Linked DNA regions of Sus scrofa: region 2 is linked to region 1. The links are chromatin contacts, called in public HiChIP or PLAC-seq maps. All regions are on one chromosome and are shown on one strand. The core of a region is the stretch at or near the end of the contact, and the rest is flanking DNA. Distances in the headings are between cores, read along the strand shown. Region 1 overlaps C7H14orf159 (UPF0317 protein C14orf159 homolog, mitochondrial). Region 2 overlaps CCDC88C (protein Daple).

Region 1 (5,838 bases), core at 500-2,999:
CCCAACTAGTATCCAAGGGTATGCAGGTTCAATCCCTGCACCCGCCCCCTCAGTGGGTTAAGGATCTGGTGTTGCCATGAGCTGTGGTGTAGGCCGAAGATGCAGCTCAGATCTGGCGTTGCTGTGGCTCTGGCGTTGGCCGGGGGCTACAGCTCCAGTTTGACCCCAGCCTGGGAACCTCCATATGCTGCAGGTGTGGCTTTAAAAAGCAAAATCAATAAATAAATAAAATAAAATAAACGCTGAGAGCGGAGGAGGGGTGACAATTACAGGATATATGATACATGGCACAGAGGTGCCTGGCACTGCCCACAGTAAGTGCTCTGCAGAGCCCTGTGGCCACACCTCGCTGCCCCCCAGGGTTCCCAGATAGCTTCTTCTCAGACACTGGTGCCTCTGCCCACCGGTCCTGGGAGAAATGGCCAGGCAGTGTCTTGGACTCAGCTGGGGGCCCTGGGGAGGTGAGGTGGGCCCTCGGGAGGAGGCCCTCAGCCTCGGGGCGCCCTGCCAGTCTCCTGGGAGCCTCCAGGGCATGTGCCCCTTCCCAAGAGCTGTTATTTGGGCACAAACTGGCAGGCACACCAAGCTTTCATCCTGTGGCTGACAGGGTGCTAACAGCAAGCCCTTCAGGCAGCTGCCAAGACTGTCCCAGCCGATTATCCTCCTGGCAGGTCCTCAGTGTCTCATAAGCCCCGCTACGGGGTCCAGAAACCGTCCAGGGGAGAAAAAACAACACCACCAGTGACAGTCACACGGGTCGTCCTGGGTGGCTTCTCCGGAGGCAGGAGGCATGAGCAGGGCCCAGTGGGGTCTGGGACCCTCTGCCTCTGATTCTCCTAGAGATCCTCGCTTGTGGTTCACAGGCGCCTTGAGGTTTGTGGAGAAAATTCAGAGGGTCCGTGGAATCCACTGGGGAAAAATTTACATTTGAATTTTCATAGCCTCACAGTGAAATTGAGCATTTCCTTCTGGCATGAAGGCAGGGAAGAAGCTGTGACGTGTCAGCAGACCCGGGGACTTCGTGGCTGCCCAAAGAAAGCACAGATGTTTTCATGTCACACTGCGGTCCTTCCTGAAATCTCAAAATTACCCCATATGTCCATCACCGCTTCAAAATTCCAGCGGTGGGCCTGCCATCTTGTTCCTTGAGCTGTTAATGAAGAAACATCACCTAACATGTTCCCCCCATAATTTGATAACTGCATTTCCAGCATGATTGGTTTCTTTTGTAATCCTCTGCATTTCCTTTTGTGCAGTTAAAAATACTCCTTCTAGGGAGTTCCCTTGTGGTGCAGCACATTAGGGCTCTGGCATTGTCACTGCAGCAGCTTGGGTCACTGCTGTGGCATGGGTTCGATCCCTGGCCCAGGAACTTCATATGCTGCAGGTGAGACCGAAGGAAAAAAAAAAAAAGGCAAAAAACTACTACTTCTACACAGGTTTACGGCTGCCCCAGACGACCAGAGGCACCTGCAAAGTTAAGATTCTCAGTTTTAGACCAATAATCCCCAGCAAACATCCTGATCTCTGTCACCTAAAAGTAGAAGCTGCATTTTTATAATAGCTACTTGGACCTCTGTCTTCATTCAGCTGCCTTGAACTCTTGGTGCTCAGGGCTTCGACCTGGGCCGATTCTGTTTTTTAGAAACAAAAACAAAAACACGAAAAGAGTTTTCACTTGATTTCTCGGCAGAGAGCTGGGCCTTGCGCCACATCACTGGCCTTTGCCGCCCCCTGGTGGTCATAGTGAGGCATGTTCCCAAGGACAAGCTGGAAAGGCTGGTGCAGGCCAGTTGCTCAGTGCGGGTGGTGCAAGGACAACCAATTCACATCCATGACCCAGGTCAGGGTCCACTCTCATTCATGATTCTGACAGCTGCATTGGACTTCTTCCCAAGAAGACAGGAACTTGCTATGTTCCTGAGTTCCTCTGACTTGTCTCATCTTTCCCAGGAGCCCTGGGGTGAAGGCCCTGGACAAGACAGATTCCTGCAGCAGTCAGTACCAGGGCTGGGTTTGCAGATGCCCTTCAGTTTTGAAGGTGATGTCCTTGACGGAACTGCTAGCCTCGCCCATTAGCCCCTGTGACACTTGGGGTGAACCCTGGGGTGGGGGAAGCAGGTGGTGGAGGATGTCAGCAGAGCTATTTGTCTTGAGATCTGAAATCATAGCAACCACTAATCTAGGCTATTGTTCAGCAGCATATTTGGGCAGGGGACGGCTTCCTTCCAAGTGTTAACTGGAACTGAAATCCTTTGATCCCCAGTGTATTCACTCAGCCTGACAGTGAGTGAGCAGATCCAAGCGTGGAAGCTGCCCAGGCCTCTTGGAGGCTCTCAGAGGCCTGATGGGAGCTTGGGATTGGGCCTTGGGGGAGAGTCAGGGTTGAGCATAACGGAACATGCTCAGCTGCATAACAAACTTTGACAAAGCCCAGCATTCTGCAAAAATGCAATCAGCACTTGCCACGTTTCATAGAAAGATGGTCCAGGACCACCCAAAGCCGAATGTCTGCTGAGTTTCTTTTTTTTTTTTTTTTTTTGCTATTTCTTGGGCCGCTTCTGCGGCATGTGGAGATTCCCAGGCTAGGGGTCTAATCGGAGCCATAGCCACCAGCCTACGCCAGAGCCACAGCAACGCAGGATCCGAGCCACGTCTGCAACCTACACCACAGCTCACAGCAACGCCGGATCGTTAACCCACTGAGCAAGGGCAGGGACCGAACCCGCAACCTCATGGTTCCTAGTCGGATTTGTTAACCACTGCGCCACAACGGGAACTCCATGAGTTGTTATATCTTTAGTGGGATCGATTGGACCCGATCGATACATTTCTCTCCGCCATCTTCGCGGGTGCGCTGACAGCTGGCCAGGTGCAGGGATGCTGCTGGTGGTCAAACAGAGTTTTTGCCTGGGTTGTGTGACCCAGTCTGTACCAAGATAAACTCAAAATCACTGGCTTTGTCAGCAATCTGTACAATGACGACATTGGGCTAAATGTCCCCAAGTCCCCTCCAGCAATCACACCAGGCGTCTGAGGTTCCATGCTTGGAAACGATGCCACTCAGAATGGAAGTCAGCAAGCATCCTGAGGGGGTTAAAATCCAGATTCTGGGTCTCCTCCCCGTCCTTCTCCAATACAGTTTGCAGCAGGCCTGTGGCTAGAGGTCCTGTTGGAGAAGGAACCACAAACTACTCAGTGTGTTCAAATCAGATGCTACCAGCCAGTGCAGGACCCGGTGGGACTCTCTTTTTCCACCTGCAGAACCATTGTGCATCAAAGATCTTTCCAGATCTGACTTCAGGGAGCCTGTGGTGTGTCAGCCCCGGGATGTTCCAGTGTTCTGGCCTTCTCGGCTGATCAGACTCCAAGCTGTCAGCGGCTGCAGTACGTCTGGGTTTAAGGGGCCAGTTACTCTGACCTGGGATGGAATCAGGTCCATCTCTAGTTCCTGAATGCATAGGCTTGTGGCGCAGTGACTTGGGGAAGAAAGTCATGAAACAGCCCCCAGGGAAGGTCTCTGTGACATCTTCCTTATCATCCCAGTGCTGGGTCTCCCCAGAGCAGCTGCCTTTCAGGTCGAATATGTTTTGCTTGTTTTGTTTTTTCTTTTTAGGGCTGCACCCACGGCATATTCAGAGTTGTAGCTGCTGGCCTACCCACAGCCACAGCAACGCAGGATCCGAGCCAAGTCTACAACCTACACCACAGTTCATGGCAAACCAGATCCTTAGCCCACTGAACAAGGCCAGGGATCGAACCTGCATCCTCATGGATGCTAGTCAGATACCTTAACCGCTAAGCCACAGTGGGAACTCCCAGGTCAAATATGTTTTGATTAAATCTATTTCTGTCTGCGGAAGGCTCACCACCCATTCTAAGAGAAGGGTCAATGTTTTGCTTGACTTTGGAGACATTCTGGAAGTTGGTGGGGCTTTGAAAGCAAAGGTAAAGGCAAGCAACTCAACTAAACAAAGCGATTTTTTTGCAAGGTATTTGAAAGCAATACTGTCAGTTCATTTTTTCCAAGGCCGAGGGTGATATTACAATAAGACGACACACGAGGGCGCCCTAACTGGTTCACAGTAAAGTAGGGATGGGACAGAAACAACAACAAAAAATAGCAGTTGCAGACCACTGTCCTAGACAGAGGAAAATTCTAGCCAGGTCAGCCTGGCTTGCACTACAAATAATAAGATGTGCTACTTTCCATTTATTTTTAAAGCATTCTTGAGAGTTGAGCTATCATAAGAGCCTCCTGATAGTGGAAGATTATCTCTAATATGGTCCTGAGACAAAAACGCCAAGATCCGTGGGATTCTGTTCATTCATTTATTGCAGATCAATGTTGGGGGAACCTACTTTGTGCCCAGATCTTAGGAATCAAATGCTGCAGGAGACACGACGCAGATGTCAGGGAGCTTGCGGTCATTTCCGAGTGTCTGTGCTCAGCTGTATACACGCTCCCGCACATCCGCGCGGGAAATATCCTCCCGCGCGGTGGGTGGTCTCAGCCCTCTCCCGCCGCCGCCGGCCAGGGGGTCGCCTTGCAGAGGAGATCTCACTGCTGCCCGGCCCCAGCCCGCCTTAGCGCTTCAGTCCTGACCTGCAATAGCGTATTTGATTGTAAATGAGAACGAATGCCCTCCCTGGCCAGGGACCTTGAATCTTTCTCGTTTACAAACTCATGCTCGGATTTCAACATCTAAACTTCTACTAGCAATAGATGAATTGCTGCTGCTGTCACAGCTGCTGGGGCAAAACCCCAGGGCACGCTGGGAGCTGACTGTGCTAATGCGTGTGGCTTGAGAGTGACCCGTTTTAGGTTCTGTCCAAAACACAGAAAAACAAAGACTGCCATCATCAAAAATCCCTAGTTCTTCCCCTTTATATCACGTGGAAAGTTAAGTTAGAATGCTTGACACTTCTGTCAAGGAGGTTTTCCTTCTGAAGAGTTGGCTGACTTTGGCTTTCTATTAGATCTGAGGAATGGTCCTGTTTTCTGTGAAATCCAAGATGCTATTTGCTCAATTCGCATCTACATTTATGGAGCACCTATTGTGTGCATCTGTGAGATGAATAAGCAGTGGTCCTGCGTCTCTGAGAACGTACAGCTGAGTGGGGTTAGAGTCCTCAAGGATAATGACACTGATAAGCAGAAGGTCTAGTTAAGTTACGGTGAAGATGAAGCACCTGAAAGGCCAGGCAAAAGAATGAATAAGATACAGCACCTGGCTCAGTGATGCCAACCATCACTTACTTACCCAGGGCTTACATTGGACCAGGCACTTTGCTTAAACACTTTTCCCCCCTTTTTATGACTGCACCTGTGGCATATGGACGTTCCCAGGCTAGGAGTTGAATCAGGGCCACAGCTGAGGGCTACACCACAGCCTCAGCAATGCCGGATTCAAGCCGCATCTGTGACTGATGCTGCAGCTTGAGGCAATGCCGGATATTTAACCAGGAGAGTGAGGGCAGGAATTGAACCTGCATCTCACACAGACAACGTCAGGTCCTTCACTCACTGAGCCACAACAGGAACTCCTGCTCAAGCTCTTTTATGTGCATTTTCCAGGTCAGCTCTGATAACAATCATATGAGCCATTATCCTTACTTTAGAGTTGAGGAAACAAGTTTAGCGAGGATAACGTCACATCTCAAGCTCAAGTGTGTTTGCCGTGCTGAAGCCGTGCTCTTGATAATGATGCTACAGTGCCTCACATTGCCTGGAATCTAGCAAGGGAGGGTTTTTAAAAGAACAAAATTAGCATAAACTGAAGCAAAATATACAGGCTGTGAGAAAAATAGAAGCTATGCTCAGAGAGAGCTATTTGT
Region 2 (6,011 bases), core at 1,652-4,151, 81 kb after region 1:
AAGCCGTGGCCACCTGTCTCTCTGCCCCCCGAGGAGTCGGGGCCCCCTGGCTCCTGTTTGCAGGCCTCCGGCCCGCTGGCCCGGAGGAGGTCGGCGGAGGCCAGGCTGAAGGCCCGGCTCAGGGATGCGCTCCGGCTGGCAGGGGCGTGGGCAGCGGGGGGCATGGTGGCCTGCCGGGGCCTGCCCAGGGACAGGCTCTGGGGGGGCTGCACTGGCCTCTGGGGGGCACTGGGCGGGGCCTCGGCCTCAGCAGGTCTGAAGTTTGGCTTCACGTACTGCCCGGGCTTCAGCAGCTTCCCCTCAGAGGTGGCGACGGCCACCTTAACGGTGGGGGCCACAAGGCTGGTGGGCATTCTGGCCCCTTCTTTCCTGGCAGGTGGGCCTGGCTGGCCGCCGATGCCCGAGAGCTCACCGGCCTTTCTGAAGTAGTCGCTCAGCAGGTCATCCCGGCAACTGGGAGCATCCTAGAGAGGAGAGAGGAAGGCCTGAGTGGGAGCCAGGGGTCTGGAGAGCCCCCTTCCACCCAGGGTGACTCTGTGCAGCCTGCAGGGCCAGGACCGAAGCTCCCCGCCCGGCCACTTGAAGGCCTAACATCCCTGCTGCACACAATGCCCCGGTCAGGATGGGGAGGAGGGGAGCGGGGCTGTTCACAGATTACCAGGGAGAGGGCCCCCCCCCCCCCGATTTGACAAGCAAGAAAGTGGATCTAGAGAGAAAATGACTCTGCACAAGTCCCTTCCACGTTATAAAGCAGTCAGGCCAACTGCTGCCCTCTGTTTCCCATCTTTCCGCCAAGCAGAGCAGGTGGCAACGTGCGGACTGGCAGGACTGGACCTTGGGGACGGCCCTCCTCGCTCAGACACACTGCAAAGGCTTTACTGCGGGCCAGAGAGAGCAAGAGGAACCAACCACACTCAGGACCTCACTGGCCCTCAGACCTTTCTCCTGATGGAAGAAAGCAGAGAGGCAGGCACAGGGGCAGGCGGGGGCGGTGGGAACCAGAGAGGCCGACCGTCCAGGAGAACAGGAAGGCGGCTCAGCCCTCTAGACTGTACCCGCTCCAGCGGCTGCCTCCCACCACCCGGCTGCCACCCCAAACCCCGGGAAACTGGTGTCCACCGCTGACCCCCTGGGGACCAAGCTCTAGGAACCTGCTCTGGTAACTCCAGCCTCCTGCCAGCACCTCCCAGCCTGGAGTCAATCGGAGGTTTCTCCAGAGGCTGATGAGGCAACAAGGGGAAGCGAAGCAAGTTCACGCTGGAGATGAAAGTCAGGGGCTGAGAGCTGCTGTAATCAGACCCCAGCCTGCCTCGACCTGTCAGGCTGCAGGATGAGTCAGCAGCTCAGGAACCACCTGCCAACAACTCCTAGTCCCAGAAAACATCTGGATGCTCAACTTGACAGAGGTGCAACCTGCTGTTTCACACTAGCTTGAAGCCACACTCTCGAGTGTGTGGACAGTAAGGTCCTGTGCCATCAATATCGAGATGGACAGGAACCATTTACTGAGAGCTCCCCTCATGCCACTGTGCTAGGAACCAGGGGCGTGGTGGCAGAAAACTCATTTAATTCTGAAAGCAACCTCGAAAAGTTATTTAAGGGTGTATTAAAATAACCTTTAATCGGTAAGAAAACTGAAGTCATGGAGGTCAGACACCTAGAACCTAGGGCTGACACGGGGGGGGGGAGCTGTTTTCTGCACCCTGGCTCTTTTCTGCACACTTCGAACTTCTTTGACACCTACTTGCAGGAGGGCACTCAGGGAGCCCACCTCACTGTCCCCCTCCCCACCGCCCCTTAGCACAGCACTCAGGGAGGGGAGGCCTGCTCGGGAGAGGGTGGGGGTGTCGGGGATGTGGGGATAGTGAGGCTGGGCGCCTTGAGCAAATAGGAGGGGCTGGGGGGCGGCTCTCAGCGGTTCTCAGTCTGTGGCTGCTTTCCCGCTGAAGTGGCAGAGCTGAGGAGTTGCAAGAGAAACCGCCTGGCCTCGGAAGCCTAAAATATTTATTAGCTGGCCCTTTATAGAAAAAACTCGCTGCCTTCTGCTGGTGACAGCTCAGGGGCAGTGGGTACTCAGAGCTCTGATACAAAACCCAGCGTGAGATCCTAACCCTGCAAGTGGCTCCTGGCCAGCAGCGGGTGCACCCCATCCCCGCCCTCCGCACTGGCACCAAGTTCTGCCCGCTGGCTTCACAGGTGGAGAAAATGCCTGGGAGGCCTGGGGATGTGCCAGCCACCGGGTATCCCTCCCCGTCCAAGCAGCCCAGCCCCGAGGCTGCGCCACCCCTGCCCCATCCCTTCCAGTGACTTTGCTGCTACGGGCCACTCACGGGGGATGGGGAGCCCCGGTTGCTCTCCTCCAGGAACTCCTCCAGGGTGACCATCTCGCTACTTGGGGAGGCGGAGCAGGGCCGCACCCCGCCGTGGGGCAGGGCAGCACCCCTCTTCTGGACACCCTCCTGGGGGAGAGGCCCGTTCCGGGGTGGGGGGTACTCATGGCGGCCAAGGGCGGGGCGCCCCGGGGTGCTGGCAGGGACCGTGTCCCTGCTGGGGATCAGGTCTTCACTGCTGAAGCTCTCGGACCTGCGGTGGAGCTGGTCGGAGGAACCTGGGGTCAGGACGGGCGACACAGAGAAACACATGTTAAGCCTTCTCTCCCCGCCTCCCACCTCTGGTGGGCTCACTTAACACACAAAGGACCCCACCCGAGCACCCAGGACGCTCTTCTCCCAGGCTGGGATTTTGGAGGTTCAGGACCCACCCTCCAGTGCTTAGCATTCAGAACAAAATAACTTGAGATAAGGGCGGAAAGCTTTGCTTAAGTTTAAATCAGTAACAGCTGTAAGGCACCGCGCTCATGAGCCTGTCCATTCACACGCGCGGGGGTTGCTGGTTCAGCACCTGCTACAAGCCAGGTGGCCTTTAGAGGCTGGTCATGTGGACGCTAAGAAGTACACAAGTTTTATGGCCTCGGGACGGCAAAGTTCTTTCCAGATTTATTCATTAAGACAGACTGTATTCTGTACCATAAAATGAATTTAAGAGAACATAAAAGAAGCAAAGCCATCTATCCGCTCTGTTCCTGACCACAGGGGAACGAAACTACTTTTCAGTCCCCATTCTAAGGATGAAGTAACTTGGATTCAGAGGATGGGTGACTCGCCCGGGTGCCCAGGGCCTGCCGTGGGGGTGAAGGGATTTGAATCCCAATCCATGTGAACTCTCGGCCTGTACTCATTGAAACTGTGTGATGTGGCCTAGGAACACCAATGAAGAATGCGTGCACGATCCTGATAACTGTATTTTGGGTTTTTTTTTTTTTTTGGCCACGGCTGCAGTATGGGGAAACTGCCGGGCCAGGGATGGAACCCAGGCCACAGCTGTAACCAGAGACACAGCAGTGAAAACACTTAACCCTTGACCCTCTGAGCCACCAGGGAACTCCAGTAATTGTCTTTCTAAAATTACAAATATAAGCTCAGAGCCAAAGATCCACTTACACTGAAAAGTGCCCGGAAGGAAAGGTCAGCTTACCTTTCAGGTTAAGAGGTGAGCTGTCGCTGGATGCATTTCTACTGCTCTCCAAGCTCCCTGGCCTGGACACTGAAAAGAAACATCAACATTTAACCTAAAGGGCAATGACTGAGAAAAATCATGGAACAAAACAACTGTGCTGAAGTTAAGCCAGGTGCCGCCAGGAAGGGCGGCCTGCAGTATTTTTTTAAAATTAGATCTAAGGCTGTAGCTTAAAACAAGTTTGTTCATGATGGAAATCTCATGCAGAACTCAAAAGGTTGACCAAAAAAGAAAGGGGCTGCTCTGGCTAAGCCAAGGGTAGAGGTGTCCAACCCGTCACTGCACAGAGCTTCTGGAACATTCATGAAAACAGTGTGGCTTGGTCAGGGCGGAGCCAGGAAGCGGCAGTATGTGCACGTGTGTGCAGGGAGCAAGTGCCTGGGTGCAGGGAGGCTTGGGTTCCCTGGTCCTGGGAGTGGGAGCTGGACCCTCAGGAGGAGAGGGCACGCTGGCTTTCCCTGGCTGTTTGCTGTCCTCCCACTCATGCGTCTTAAACTCACATCTGCCTCAAAGGGAAAAACTGACCTTTAGGCGAAGAAGCACTGGAGGGAACTAGCCCTCCTGGCTGCCGTGTGCACCCAGGGAGCGTGTCTGCAGCAGCTCAGAGGGTGAGCATCAGGCACAGGAAGGGTGACCCCCGCCCCATGCGAAGGGCAGGTGGTGCCTTCCAGGCCCACCTCTCCCTGTCTCCTCCGCCAGCCCAGCAGCATGGGCCTCACCAGCCCCATATCAGTGTTTGTCCTGCCGGACCAGCAGCCCCTGGGGGACAGGGACTGTGTCCCTGTCATCTCTGCATCCTCCTAGCACACAGCTGGTGTTGGGCTGACTGCACTGGGAACAGGGGACGCACTGCCGACCACCCCCCGCCCCCAAAGCAAGCTTGCTCTTGTTTGACTGGGTCTTTAGGGCACTCGGTTCCCAAGTGCTGGGCGTGTTCTCTGCAAATAGCAGGCATCTGGAAAACGCTTGTTAGCTAACGGGGTTGGGGACGAGCCAAAAAGCACATGGTTTTCGTGTATGGTAAAAAAGCAGAATAAGTCTTCTGAGAAAGGAATAGTTGAAAATTTTAAAAAATGCACATCTCTCTTTAAAAAGGAAATAAATTTCACTAAAAGAAAATCATGATATATAAATCAAAGGGCCCCAAGGCACTTTTATCTAAGTAATGCATCAAAAACTCCTTTCCTGGAGTTCCCACTGTGGCTCAGTGGGTTATGAACCTGACTAGTGTCCTTGAGGATGCGGGTTCGATCCTTGGCCTCGCTCAATGGGTTAAGGATCCCGTGTCCCTGTGAGCTGTAGTGTGTAGGTTGCAGATGAGGCTTGGATCCCACGTTGCTGTGGCTGTTGCAGGCCACCAGCTGTGGGTCTGACTGGACCTCTAGCCTGAGAACCCCCAGATGCCATGGACGCGGCCCTAAAAGGATGAAAAGAAAAAAATCTTTCCCTTCTTTTTCCTAGCTAAGAGAAGCTCAAGGCATCAAAATACTTAAGAAGAAAACCCTTTTGGTCAGCTGACAAGCAGAAAGCCGGCTGCTCAGGTTTAGCAAAGGCTGCAGGCAGGAGATCCCTCCTGCTGTGATGTCTATCATTCAACATCAAGCCAAAAGGGCTCCCTTGTGTCAAACCATTTCATTGCAGAGAGGGTCTTTACGCATCTAAGTTGGAAATCTCTGCGTTTGTATCCTAAATCTTTTTAGACAACAGATAGGGGAGGAGATGATGCCAGCTCCTACACGTAGCACTTCGGAAGGAAACTGAAGCCAATGTAAACTTTCTGAGTTTTTCTTTTTTTAATTATCTTCCTACCCCTTTAGGGTTTTTGTCTTGCAAAAACTTAAAACAACACAAAGCCACTTTTAATTTTTGAGAAGGTTGGTATAATTCCCAGTTTCCCGTTGGCAGAAATGCACAATATGCCTAAATCAAACGGCAAGTGCTTCTAACAATTTCTAAGATGAAATACAGCTCGGAGCTCCCCTGGGCAACTAAAATCCAAGTGAAGACAGTCAGAAATCTTTCCATAATCAATGCTCCCTGTGGGGTCACCAGAACTTCCTGGCATATATAGGAGGGTGCTTTAAAACAAGGGGCGATAAAGCCTCTAGTAGTGGGATGTTTGATAAGAAGTGACTTCCCCGTCACTGGAGGTATGTAAGCAGAAGTCACATGCACAGGCTGCTGGGGAGGGCAAGGAAGGAGCTTGGAGGAACTGTGGGCCCCATTCCCACTCGGCACAACAACTCCACTTTCACTTGTTTTGTGTGCTGGACTATCCACCCAGGGCCTGGCAGGAAGGAAACTGGGAGCAAGTCGAGAGTCCAGGTCCGTCGCGCTGACCACTCACCGTACTGCCTATGGTGAGCGAACTCGAGCTCCAGGGACGGCTCGCAGAGGCTGTCGTCGGAATTATAGCCTGTGGCGAAGAGAAGGCT

The links. HiChIP or PLAC-seq counts read pairs in DNA pulled down with a chosen protein or histone mark.
Region 2: an H3K27ac HiChIP or PLAC-seq map of skeletal muscle shows a contact between it and region 1. The contact joins two enhancer-like sites. A contact is called at or near these places in 1 of 5 promoter capture datasets (liver), 30 of 47 Hi-C or Micro-C datasets (adipose tissue, alveolar macrophages, blood and 16 more) and 2 of 2 datasets of contacts at active chromatin or transcription factors (alveolar macrophages and skeletal muscle).

What each region holds. Positions count from the first base shown.
Region 1 is chr7:112,838,907-112,844,744 of Sscrofa11.1, forward strand. C7H14orf159 (UPF0317 protein C14orf159 homolog, mitochondrial) reads left to right here. Exons shown (of 20, transcript XM_021100082.1): 8 at 672-804; 9 at 1,606-1,843; 10 at 3,265-3,447; 11 at 4,453-4,616; 12 at 5,579-5,670. Among named protein-coding and RNA genes, the nearest start is that of GPR68, 62 kb to the right of the region's middle. Within about 2 kb of position 1,750, at least 17 of the 83 cell types and tissues checked have an H3K27ac peak or open chromatin away from gene starts, as enhancers often do. A contact at or near this core is called in skeletal muscle, where this site is marked.
Region 2 is chr7:112,919,055-112,925,065 of Sscrofa11.1, forward strand. It overlaps CCDC88C (protein Daple), which reads right to left. Exons shown (of 31, transcript XM_021100083.1): 28 at 5,924-5,992; 29 at 3,535-3,603; 30 at 2,331-2,608; 31 at 1-464. Among named protein-coding and RNA genes, the nearest start is that of GPR68, 18 kb to the left of the region's middle. Within about 2 kb of position 2,902, at least 1 of the 83 cell types and tissues checked has an H3K27ac peak or open chromatin away from gene starts, as enhancers often do. A contact at or near this core is called in skeletal muscle, where this site is marked.